Regions from separate parts of the Hordeum vulgare genome. Here region 1 is linked to region 2. Evidence: chromatin contacts called from public Hi-C data. All regions are on one chromosome and are shown on one strand. The core of a region is the stretch at or near the end of the contact, and the rest is flanking DNA. Distances in the headings are between cores, read along the strand shown.

Evidence for each region. A called contact is a pair of places that touch in the nucleus more often than the background predicts.
Region 1: a Hi-C map of leaf shows a contact between it and region 2, with 4 times the contacts expected there. The contact joins two enhancer-like sites. A contact is called at or near these places in 2 of 6 Hi-C or Micro-C datasets (leaf and seedling).

What each region holds. Positions count from the first base shown.
Region 1 is chr7H:350,199,060-350,205,195 of MorexV3_pseudomolecules_assembly, reverse strand. It overlaps LOC123407129 (serine/threonine-protein kinase STY13-like), which reads left to right. Exons shown (of 3, transcript XM_045100194.1): 3 at 1,348-1,937. The coding sequence ends at 1,687. Among protein-coding and RNA genes, the nearest start is that of LOC123407129, 15 kb to the left of the region's middle. Within about 2 kb of position 1,430, at least 1 of the 3 cell types and tissues checked has open chromatin away from gene starts, as enhancers often do. A contact at or near this core is called in leaf, where this site is marked.
Region 2 is chr7H:349,809,336-349,816,334 of MorexV3_pseudomolecules_assembly, reverse strand. No RefSeq gene overlaps it. Among protein-coding and RNA genes, the nearest start is that of LOC123411134, 15 kb to the left of the region's middle. Within about 2 kb of position 2,539, at least 3 of the 3 cell types and tissues checked have open chromatin away from gene starts, as enhancers often do. A contact at or near this core is called in leaf, where this site is marked.

The DNA of each region.
Region 1 (6,136 bases), core at 181-2,680, 390 kb before region 2:
ATTAGTTCTTTCATAGTGCTAACATATTTCTTCTAAAGAAAATTATACTCCCTCCGTCCCAAAATAAGTGTCGCAGATTTAATACTAAATTAGTACAAATTTTGTACTAGATCAACAGTATTTATTTTGGGACAGAGGGAGTAGGTCTTAACTAGGTTTCCATTTATTGAACAAGAAAAGATTGCATAACTGGGAACTGAGACAACCATGCATGCTAAAATTAGATGCTTATTTCATATGTGCAAAAATGTCAAGTTTTCCTTGACAGACTCCGCTGTCCAGCCTAGGCTCAATCTTAGCTTGCTTTTAAACCAATACCAAGTTGGAGAAGTGCTCAAGCTTGTTATTTTGCGTGTCTCTTGCTGGCAAGCCCTTTTTTTTCAGATCTAAGTATATGAAAGTGGGCATCCTGATATACCAGAACTCCGGTGGCAACATGTTTCTGATAATAAATTGCATAAATGGCAAGAGACTGACTACGGTACATATGTATGTAATTAGACTTTAAATGCATTTTCACAGTACCCTTTAAGTATCCTACAAATATGAGCGACGGGGAGTGGGGGAAACAGTGAGAAAAACTTACTAAAAGTTGTATGTACCATAGCCATGTCCAAAATCAACCATGCATTAGTTTGCTGTATACAATAATCTGACTATGTAGCTCAGCTAAGTTCTTTGAGCAAACTACCTGGGAACTCCTGAACTGGTATAAAAAGTAAACATCGTGCATTTAGTAGTGATAATATGTCTATGCAGGTGCACTTTTTTTTGCATCTCATACTAAAATCATGTTTGTCTGTAGATTGAAATTCTCTTGTTCGTTAGAACTTGTCTTGAATTTTGAGAAGCTTTTAAGTACTCCATGCTTGAAAAGAAGGCCTGCAAGTTTTTTCTGAAGTCAAACAGTGCAAAGTTTAACCAAGTTTATAGGAAAACTATCAAGAACTACACGCAGGGAGGTAGTAGCATTTTTACTAATCACTATTGCAGTGCTAGTCTGATGTCGATGAAACAGCGTGTTAGTGGTTTTTATCCTTAGCATCAAATTCGTTCCTCTAATGTTCATGTGGAAATTTAGCAATGTGTTAAGTTGAAACAAGGAACACCTTGAGCATATTCGTTTTTTTGTGGACCCATCCCATTGGACCATTGTATTCCCGAGGAAATGTAAAATTAATATGTATGGTGTTGCTGTGATTCTGCATGATCTGGCTCCAACTATATAGCTTTGTGCAATACTGCAATTGGATGAACTATTTCTTATTGTGTTTTATTTTGCTAATTTGGATGTGCTAACTTATTCTGGATGAACTGTTTCTTATTGTTCTTATTTTGGGGTTGCAGTGAGATGATCCAGCACAGACCATACAATCAGAAAGTAGATGTCTACAGTTTTGGCATCGTCCTGTGGGAGCTAATAACTGGGACCCTTCCTTTTCCAAACATGACAGCAGTGCAAGCTGCATTTGCTGTGGTGAACAAGGGTGTCCGCCCAGCCATACCCCATGACTGCCTCCCTGCCCTTGGGGAGATCATGACGAGGTGCTGGGATGCAAACCCCGATGTCCGCCCCCCTTTCACTGATGTTGTGAGGATGCTGGAGCGTGTGGAGATTGAGGTCCTGAACAATGTTCGCAAGGCCAGATTCCGGTGTTGCATCTCCCAACCCATGACCTTAGACTAAGGCAGGCAGAATTCAAAAGAAAAGAAAGCAATTTGGAGAGAAGTTAAATCCCATGTATTTATTATATTAATACTTTTGATACAGAAGCAGAAAAGCCCGCCTGAGCATACGTGTGTGCTCGGGCTTCACATATTTATCTTAGACCATACCATAGTCCCCGTCCTCGTCTTAAAACTGTCATTGTACTAGAAACAGTTTTATCCTTAACATTGCCAAAACATCGTCATGAGGTTTCCTCTGGTTGCACCGACGGCATGCTCCTGCTGCTCTGTTCATGTGTTTTATATAATCATCACCCTGCAGGGCATATGCAAGCTTGAACGCTTGTTTGTACTCCTACCCTAACCTATAACCTATAAGGAGGGTAGCCGACCCCTCCACGGAGCTCCCCTGATTTTGTGCATTTTGGACCGCTAGATTTGGTCCATCTGGTCTTCAAACTGTCCTGGGTACCTGTGGATACCATACTTGCATGGACAGGGTATGATTCCTGGGTACCCGTGGAAGTTGATGGCTCCGGGATGTTCCTCATCTCAACATGATCTGATTATCTCTGCTCGGCTGATGGAAACAAGGAGATTGTTGTCAAAGCTGGAATTTTCTTTTCTCCGTCTCTTCCTTTGTTCCTTAGGACATGCTGTTCAGTAAGGATCTGGGTCCTTGCTCTCTCATATGTCTATATTCAGCTCTTTTTTTCGTTACATGTGTAGTTCTTCTTTTCTCTATTTTCTGGCAGATGGTGTAATCTTGTATGTACAATGGTCTGTGGGCTGAATATATTGGCACCTTCAGGTGCCTTTCTCTGTTCAAAAAAAAAAAACCCATACGCATGGGTTCATATACACGTGCATACATTCATGCCTATGAACGTACACACACATCCTATCTTTATGAGCACCTTCGAAAGACTGAATCGGTATATGATCTTGAGATTTACGAGGTCACCGTAGGCGCTTTGTCGTTGATGGAGACGTCTCCTCCAATTGAAAATGTATCACTAAAAATTCTAAAATAAATTTAGGAATAATGCAAGCATCAGGACTTGAACCCTGATGGGCTCACACACACATCCTATCCTTATGAACACCTTCGAGAGATTGAACCACCATATGATCTTGAGATTTATGAGGTCACTGTAGGTGTCTCATCGTCGGCGGGAACGTCTCCTTCCACTGAAAGTGTATCGTCGGAAATTCTGAAATAAATCCAGGAATAATGCAAGCACCAGGACTTGAACCCTCGTGGGTTGGAGATAGCCCTAGCCCTTTAACCATTCAATCGCATGTTGGTTTGCCATGTATACCATACTTGGATGGATAGGGTATGGATGTAATTTTATACCTATGGATAGTATTCGTATCCTGTTAAGTCATGGATAGGGGTCATGGATAGGGCATTGGCAGGGGCGGACCCGGAACCAAAATCACCCGGTGTCCAAATGTACATCAAACTCAACAACCTATAATCTTCCACGATAAAAATTCTTATACAACAAAGTGTTTCACTTCAAATTGTAGTTGATTATGTAAAGTTGTACAGTAAAACATAGAAGCTCCAAACAGTAGAAACAAACATAATAATGATGATCAACTATGGCAATATGAGTTTGCTATTATTTTTTGATTATTATATATCACAAGTGCAAAATGAGTTATATTATGTTTGTGGATTCAAGGAAATAAATAATAAGTAAAGCATATTAATGTACTACTGTGGAATTAAACTTGATTGACAGCGTGCCTTACGGTCGAGAATTAATCGAAAATTCCAAGTAGGTGTGAATCATTAAGGGAAAAATATCAAATCATAGAAATCCGATTATCGGTTGTGATACCCTTAAATTTGAAAACGTTAAACATATAATTTAGGCTACAAAAAGTTGAGATATATACAGTTGTTGAGTTGTTGAGGGAGAGTCGTACATATTTCCTTCCAAATATTTAGCGGTCTATAGCGGCCAGCAGACGAAGTCACGCGGATGATGTCATTCTGGGCGTCGACGCGTTGGCTAGGCAGCTGGGATAGCTACCAATCCACCGGGGTTCGAGCCTCGGCTCTAACTCGCGGCGTTCGTGGAGTTTTTTCTATAAATAAAAACCAACAAGGGTTAGCTCTTGGGCTGGTCTCATTTTTTTAACCAAAAACGGGCTCGTGACTAGCGAGTGCCGAGTAGTCGAGGGGCAAGCATGCAACAACACAATTAGTGCATGTACAAAGGGCATCAAACATCGTCAGAAAGAGACGATCTGATCCATCGTTACAAGTGCTCCACAACCTAGATGACTCACTGCTATTAGATGGGTCATGCCTGTGCGCATTCTCGTTATGTCTCTCGTTTCAAGTTCCAAAAGGTGTCTACGTATAATTTTTACCGGTGTCCAGGTCCAAAATACGGAGTATATATAACGCAAGTTGAGTTTCTACCCGGCGTGCAGTGACACCGACCGAGTCAATGTAGGTCCGTCCTTGGCCATTGGTATAGCCTTGTATCTATAGATATACCCATACCCTACCTATTTATAGTGACATGTGGACTTTACCTGTGGAGCTTCAACATATGTGCAAGGATCGGTGGCATGATAGGACTTGGGCGACCCAACTACTTCCGTAATTAAGCCTCACGCCTATGTTAAAGTTATTATCAATTGTTGATTTCAATTGAGATAATTGTCATGTACTCATCTATCTGTTATTGCGTTGATATAATTAATTATTTTGTTAAATATGCTATTGATGATGTAAAATTGTCAAAATTTTGTGTACCATTTGATCTATCAGTTTAGTATCCAATGGGTATGGGAATCCATCGGGTATGAATACGGGTAAAGTTTCACACCCGTGGGTACCAATATGATAGAAATTTGTATACATTGATTACACGGGTATGGTATGATATTTTATGTGCCCCATACCCTACCATTGCCATCCTTAATCATAACTATGCGCTTTTCCATCGATTGTTCAACAGTAATTTGTCTATCCACCGTATTATGCTTATACGAGAGATGCCTCTAGTGAACTCTATGACCCATGGATCCACTTTTCATCTTAAATACCAAAAATACAAATTACTTACTCATATAATTTACTTTCAGATTATTTTATTGTTTACCTATCACTATCAGATTTAATCCTTGCAATTAGCGGGTGAAAGGTCGTGGGTGTCGCCTAGGGGGGAGGGGGTGAATAGGCGCTTTAAAGAAATTATGGTTTAGGCTTGAACAAATATGGAATAGAACTAACGTTTAATTTGTCAAGCACAAAACCTTAAAAAACTAGGCTCACCTATGTGCACAAACAACTTATGCTAAGAAAGATAAACAACTAAGTGATAGCAAGATATATAACAAGAAATAATATGGCTATCACAAAGTAAAGTGCATAAGTAAAGAGCTCGAGTAAGAGATAACCGAGGCGCGCAGAGACGACGATGTATCCTGAAGTTCACACCCTTGCGGATGCTAATCTCCAGTTGGGGCGGTGTGGAGGCACAATGCTCACCAAGATGCCACTAAGGCCACCATAATCTCCTCACGCCCCCGCACAAGGCAAGATGCCGTGATTCCACCAAGGGACCCTTAAGGGCGGCCACCAAACCCGTACAAACAAGGTTGGGGCAATCTCCACAACTGAATTGGAGGCTCACAACAACACCACGAAGCTTCACCACAATGGAATATAGCTTCGAGGTGACCTCAAATGCTCGGGGAAATCTCCACAACTCAATTGGAGACCCCGACGCTTGCCCGGAGCTTTACACCACAATGATTGAGCTCCAAGGCACCACCAAGCGTCTAAGATGCCAAAGCATCCACGAAGAACAATCTCTAGGGGTACCAAGCACCCAAGGGTAATAAGCTTCTCAACTTTTCACTTCCACGTATCACCGTGGAGAATTCAAACCGATGCAACTAATGCAATGGCAGGAACGCACGAAGTGGTCAAGTCCCTCACACTCAAATCCCTACACAACAAGAAAAACTATGGAGGAATATGAGAGGGAGAACAAGGAGCTCACAAAGAACTTCAAGATCAAGATCCAAGGGGTTCCCCTCACATAGAGGAGAAAGTGATTGGTGGAGATGTGGATCTAGATCTCCTCTCTCTTTGCCCACAAGAACTAGCAAGAATCATTGGAGGGATTGAGAGTTAGCAAGCTCTAAGAAGGTCAACAATGGGGGGGGGGAACTCGAGCTAGAAAGATGGGGAACCATTGGGGAAGAAGACCCCTTGAAATAGGTCCCCACGAATGTGATCGTTACAACCGTTTTTACACGGCACCGGTACAACCGGTTGCCAGGGAGGTTGTGACAGCCCGATGCCGACGTTCCCGAAGATTCCCCTCTCTTTCCGTTTTCGTCGTGTGTCTATTTTTATTTGTCGCATCATCATCGCATCATGCACATCATCTGCATTGCATCGGCGTCTCCGTTGCCGCCAGTTTTCAAA
Region 2 (6,999 bases), core at 1,290-3,789:
TCACATAACTGCCAGACTGGATCTCTCCAAGGGGTGAGTTTGACGAACTGGACCCGCTAGGCTTCCTGACCATTCTACAAGGCGGTTACTTCTAATGTACTTAATTTTAGACCCCTCACAACCAGTCTCACTTAAACAATAACAAGTACTAACATGTATGGCTTTATGATACCTTTCCAGTACTTCAGCCAAGTCCTTAAGGCTTGCTACTTGTAAATTGTGTTGGGCTTTTCCCTGAAGAGGAGAGGAGATGCAGCAGATTAGAGATAAGAATTTCCCTTAATCAGAACTAAGGTTATAAAACCAATAGGAAAACCACAAAAAATCCCGTCTTAAATGCCTACACACAAAAGAGCACACACTTGCACCCAACGCGGGTAAGAGGGTTGTCAATCCCCTTGAACTCGTTACTTGCAAGCAATAATTAGTGATACATAGATAACATAAATATAAAATAAAATAGCAGAAAGTAAATGGCAGTAATTTTTTTGGTGTTTTTGTACTATGATTTATGAAGACCAGCGGCATAATTTTTGCTAGAGGCTTCTATCTCAAAGAAAGTATATGGTGGATAAACAAGTTACCGTTGGGTAATTGATAGAAAAGCACATAGTTACGAAATATTTTATTCACGACAATGATCACATACATAGGCATCACGTCCAAAAGCAAGTATACCAACTCTTGTCTACATCTACTACTATTACTCCACCCATCAGCTGCTATCCAGCATGCATCTAGAGTATTAAGTAAAAACAGAGTAATGCTTGAAGAAGATGACATCATGTAGACAAAGTAAACTCAACTAGTATGAATAAAACCGATCCTTTTTATCCTTAACGGAAAGAATAAAAATGCATGTCATGTCCCCTTCAGTCACTCGGATTGAGCGCCACAAGATTGAACCCATTAGAACGCATCATTCCAGCTCAAGGTAAATCAATCTAGTTGGACAAACCAAACCAAAAGATCAGAGACAAATACAAAGATGTAATAATCATGCATCTAAGAAACCAACAAAGACTCAATATATTTTCATGAATATTCTGATCATAGGCGCACAATTCATCGTCTCCCAACAAACACACCACAATGAATATTACATAGGATAGATCACCGCGAGAATCACAATGATCTTTGTGTTGAAGATCATAGAGAGAGATAGCCATCTAGGTACTAACTATGGACATGTATGTCTGCGGTAGACTACTTACACATCACCATGGCAATAGCAAGATTGATGTAGAGGCCCTTCATGATTGATGCCCCCTTCGGTTGGGCACCGAAATAGGGCTCCAGATAGGATCACGGCGGAACAGAGACTTGCAGGAGTTGAAAAAGTATTTCAGGTGGATGTCTGGTGTTTATTCCAACATATTAGGATTTATAGAAGCGGAGTTCGGCCAGGACGTTGTGGGAGGTGGTCCCAAGCCATCAGGGCACGACCAACCCCGGTGGGCGTGCCCTGTTGGCTTGGTGCAACCTGTGTGGCCTCTAGTCTCCCTCCGAAGCTTCTAGGTCTAATTTTTGTCCATAAAAAATCATCAAAATGTTACGTTGCATTTGGACTTCCTTGGTACTTTTTTCCTGAAATGTCAAAAACACGCAGAAAACAACAACTAGCGCTGAGCAATGGGTTAATAGGTTAGTTCCGAGAAATGATATAAAACTGCATATAAAATATCCAAGATTGAAAATATAATAACATGTAATAATAAAAAATTATGGATACTATGGAGACGTATCAGCATCCCCAAGCTTAATTCTTGCCCGTCCTCGAGTAGTTAGATCATAAAAACAGATTTTTTGATGTGACATGCTGTAAGAGCTGAGACTAAAGCTCTAGATGCCTTCGATAAATCTCGTTAGCGCCGTGTGTTTTGTTTTTTTGTAGCATTAATCATCGTATCATTGCATTTTGTCGGCACTCCGTTGCCGTTATTTTTCAAAACTTGCATTCGTTCATAGTTGCTAGTTCTTCGCATTCTTGTCGTTGACCATTTCGAAACCAAACATACAAGCACACGCTCGCGACATTGTTAAAATATTATTATTACTAAACTGGGAGATAAGCGTTTGCGAAATGGGTCAAAAGTTGGCGAGTCGGTCTTATTATATTTTATTTAGACTAGATGTCAAATTGCATCGCATTCGGAGGTCGTTTCATATCCCAACAGATAACTATAGCAGTAGTATAGCCGGTCAAATCGTCGGACGTTTTCGTTATTAAAACTTGTTGCCGGGCTGCCCGCACTTTTCTTCTATACTATGCCTAGCGTCTCTCCACAGTGCATATGACCCTCGTGCGTGTCCGATAGCTTCCCCAAACCCGAAATGCTAGTCTGTGACCAGTGTGTCCGAATCAACCCTCAAATACCCAAAAACATCATCTGTTTTCAATTGGACTCCCTAACCTATTTATCTGGACCGCTTGATGTGAATAGAGGCTGCAAATAGTCTCACCTTATACCATCTACTATATATATCGGGACAAACCTAGATGTGTCGCATCCATCCGATCCCACCTTAGCCACCGCCACCCACACCACTCTCTCTTTCTCTCGGGATCCCCACCAAATCCACTATTTTCCTCCTCGTTTTCCTCCATGGACCAACAACCGCAGCCTCCTCAAACCGCAATTGCAGTGCGCCTCCACCCCTGGTCCTCCTCATCTTGCACGCCTATCCATCCAACGCTCAACACCGCTTCCTTGTCTGCCCGAGCACACCCCTCGAGAGGAGTACGAGGTCCTCATGTGCCGCCGTTTTCTATGAATCGAGCAACAACTCCAGAGTAGAGCACACGCCCACGACACATCAAGCGCCATCCACCCCGCCTCGACCACACACCCCATGCCCTCCTCCTCCGGCAGCTAGCTCTCGCTGGTGAGCATCTCTAGCCACCGCGCCCCATTCTTCCCTTCTTTCGATTTCTCCCTGTTGACGTCACCCATCTCTCTCTCTCTTCTCTGTGTTGCAAGCAGGAGCTGCCATGGAAACGGCCACCTTCCTGACCTCGAAACCATACGGATACGGCAAGCCCCTCCCTTTGCCGTGGCCATGCAGCTCATCGGCGTCGTGCGCGCATCGCCATGCCTCGAGCCACCCCGCTGGCGCCCTTTAGCTTGGGAACGAATGCACAATGTGTTGACCGCCCCTACTCCAGCCAGCGGCAAATCCTATTTGGCGTTGTAGGTGCAGGTTAGGTTAAAGTGCATTTTTCTTAACCAGCACGTGTAGTGTTCGGTCATGGGCTAACCCATCGGGAGGGGGTTCCGGTTTTGTGAAAGTTCCGAAAGCTTCTTAGATGGGTTTTTTCATTTAGGTTTTTTTAAGACTGGTTTTTCTTCGGTTTATCTTTTTATCTTTTTTCTTTACTCAATTTATTAATTTTTCATTTTCCTTTTAATTTTTATATAATTTTTCATTTTTCCAAAAAACGCAGCCATTTTTTGATTAACTTTTTTTCAAACGAACAGATATTTTTCCAAATCAATGAACCCGTTTTAGAATTTTACAAATTTTTGTATTAAAATTCTATGAACTTTTTTGAATATCGATGAACTTTTTTCAAATTATGATGAACTTTCTGAGATTTGATTAACTTTTTTTGAAATGGATGAACTTTTTCAAAAATGATAAACTTTTTTATGATTTGTGAACTTTTTTCAGTTCAACGAAATTTTTAAAAACGTTTTTCAAATTGATGAAATAATTTCCAAAATCCATGAACTTTATAAAAATTTGTAAACTATTTTTTCAGATCCAGTGAATTTTTTCAAATTCGTGAACTTTTTGTTTCAAATTTTGTGAACCATTTTTTGCTTTTGTGAACCTTTTATGTTCATGTTTTTTTTGCTTTTTTGATTTCTTATAAAAAAATCCGCCCGAAGACTGGGCCGGCCCATTATGATGGGCGTGTGGGCGCTGGTTCTCCTAGCCGGCGCTTAAGGCACCGACTAGGAGCTCCCTCAACCAGCGCCATAAGCCTCGTTCGCATCCTCGCGTGGGCTGCCTCCCCCGCTCGTGTGGGCCAGATGCCTCCTCCTAATCCCAGTCCGCCCATAACTCCTCTGGCCCAAGCCCATCACGAGCAAGCTCTAGCAAAAAACGCTCATGTGTGCACTTTAGTACCTATCTTTGACTGAACTGCTCATATTCGGCTTGATATTGTTTTTCCCAGTGTTGCGATTTTAACATTAACCCATGAATTGTGTTTTCAAAAAACCCTTCAATTTTCATGCATACAATAACTAATTAACCGTGCATCGGATTAAAAATATTTATATATGTAAAATGCATAGTATTTCGTGTAGTTTCACAATATCCAAGTTTCACCCATGTTAAAAATGATTAACTTGTTGTTTGCATTTAATTTGCATAAATGCCTTAGTAAAACAGTTTAATTCATATCTAAATAACTGTAGCTCCTATGCATGTGGTAGCTTCATGTGATTTTGTCTCAGTGATGTGCTCTATCATGCCACACCATTATTTTCCACGTAAAACTTTTCTAGCATTCCCATTTGATGCACTTAAGAGGCCTCCATATTAAAACTATTTTTCTATCAATGAAAAGTACCATTTTGCAAAAATCATATTAAGTAAAACCATGCATCCTATAAAATTGTGCGAGGGAGTAATTTTTAGTATGTCATGTCTAATTGTTGCTAGTATTTTTTCCATGCCAAGAAATCCATGTTTAGCTACAGTTTTCATCATGTGAACACGCCTACGCAATGTTGCTCTTTTGAGGTAGCTGAAATAATTCTAAGTCTCAAGTCTATTCATGAACTTAGTATTTTGTCTTGTTAATTGCCATGGATCTGTCTTGTTAACTGCCATGGATCTATCATGTCTTGTTAATTGCCATGAATCTATCTTGCTTAAATAATTCTTTTGAGTATGCTCACTTTGGATGTTTGGAAATGCATGTTATGGACTATCATGTTGTGCCATGTGTTGCCATGAAAAGATTGTGCATCATATTTAATTCTAGCCTCAAAGATGTCAACTTGTGAAAAACTACTACTTATGTCTACCCTAATTTTCAAAAAGTGTGAGAATCTGTAATTTTCAACATTGCATCTTTTGTGGATAATAGCCATGTTTATGTGAATATTTTGCTCATGCTTATATTGAATGAAATGAAGTCCATGTGGCCTACTACCACGCTGTGGTATTTCATGACATGAGAAGTCTTGTAGCTTATTTAAATCTTGCCATGAATATTCCTTCATGTTAACTCTCTTTCTGAAAATTTGTGATTTTCAGTAAGTCCTTATCTGCTAAATTTTCTCGCCATGTTGTGAGCATCCTAGCAATTAATCCAAGACTCTTTTCACCATGCCTCATTTCGATGAAATGAAGTGCATATAACATACTACTGCCCCATGTCTTGTTTGTGATTGTACATTCTTGTAGCTTGTAGTTTTGATGGATGTAAATTTCTATGTTGCTGTTTTGGAGGGATTATAACAAAACTTGTGTTGATTGTTATTGTTGAACCATGGTTCCATTTTGAACATCTTGTGTATGAAGCTTCCCTAGAATTCCATGTAGTTTCATAATATCAAGTTGCATCCATGATTTAAATGTTTGTGGTTGTTTTTTGCACGCATTTTGAATTCATGAATATTTTTATCTTGTGTTGATCATATCTTCTAGGACATAGCTCAATTTTAAATGATCTACATATGTAAATCGCCTAGAATAACGAGTAGAATCACATGGTGCACTTTATATTTCATGTTTAATAAATATAATATATGTCTAGTTCCGATCTAAAACAAGTTCAAAATTTGCATATATTGTCATTTCAGAAATACTACATGTTGCTTTTGGGCTCATTTAAATTGCCTTAATAGATAGTTTATTTGTGCTTCACCTCTTGCCATGTTTAACAACAGTTAAACTTGTTGGGTACCTAAATAAGAGTGCACTAATTAATACATATGTGGAGTTTCTTCAATATGAAAATCATCGCATTTTGAACTTCACTTAATGTGTAGTTTTTTCGCTCTGTTTGCCATACCATGCATATTTGTATGGACATGCATCATATTTGTTTGTGCATCATGCCATGAAGATGTTGTGGTGTTTATCATGTCACTTGTTTTTTCGGATTTGCTTCTCCTCACTAGAGTGCCAAAAGAATTTCAGAGTGTCAGCATTCGTTCAACTACGCCCGTTCGTCTTCTTCCCGGATACATTCTTCTTCCAAGCGAGACCTAAGGAAACATGATCATTTTCCTAGAAGCCACTACTATCATTGCTATGCTAGTTGTCCCATTTCTATCTCTATGTATCACTTCCTACCACTTGTTTCTCGAGCATCCCAAAATGCCATGATAAGTCTTTAACCCTCGACGTCCTAGCAAACCGATGTTTGGCTATGTTAGCGCTTGCTCATCCCTTCTTATGGCGTTTCTAGATGTAGGTGAAGGTTGTTTCATGTGATGACATGGTTATCTTGGGGATATCACAATATTCTTGTTGTCTAATTTAATGCACCTATATACTTGGTATAAGGTGGAAGGCTTGGCCTTTTGTTCCGTGTTTTGTTCCACCTTTGCCACCCTAGTTTTTGTTTACCAATGTTAAGTTCCATATTGAGCGCTCCTAACATGCTTGAGGTTGTTATGGGGAACCCCTTGATTTTTCTTTTGGGATAAAACCTTACAACAAGTCTCAACATTAGTACTATTTCCTTAATAACAACTAAAACTTCCATCAGGCATGATCACCCCGTGGATAATTAATCAAGAACCCTCGACGTTTTCTCCTCAGGAGTGTTGCACCACCTAGCTGGCAGTCGGCAGTTCCACCTCCGGGCAACTCGAGGAATTTTCTTTGGCTACCGTCCACTTTGCGTAGAGAGATGATGCCCATAGATAGAGAGCGACTCTAGATGTAGATCTGGCTTTCCGGGAGGACTTTCTGGATTTGTTTTACCTTTAACCAATGTCTTGTGCGCTCGGATTCCAACGATACTTTGGT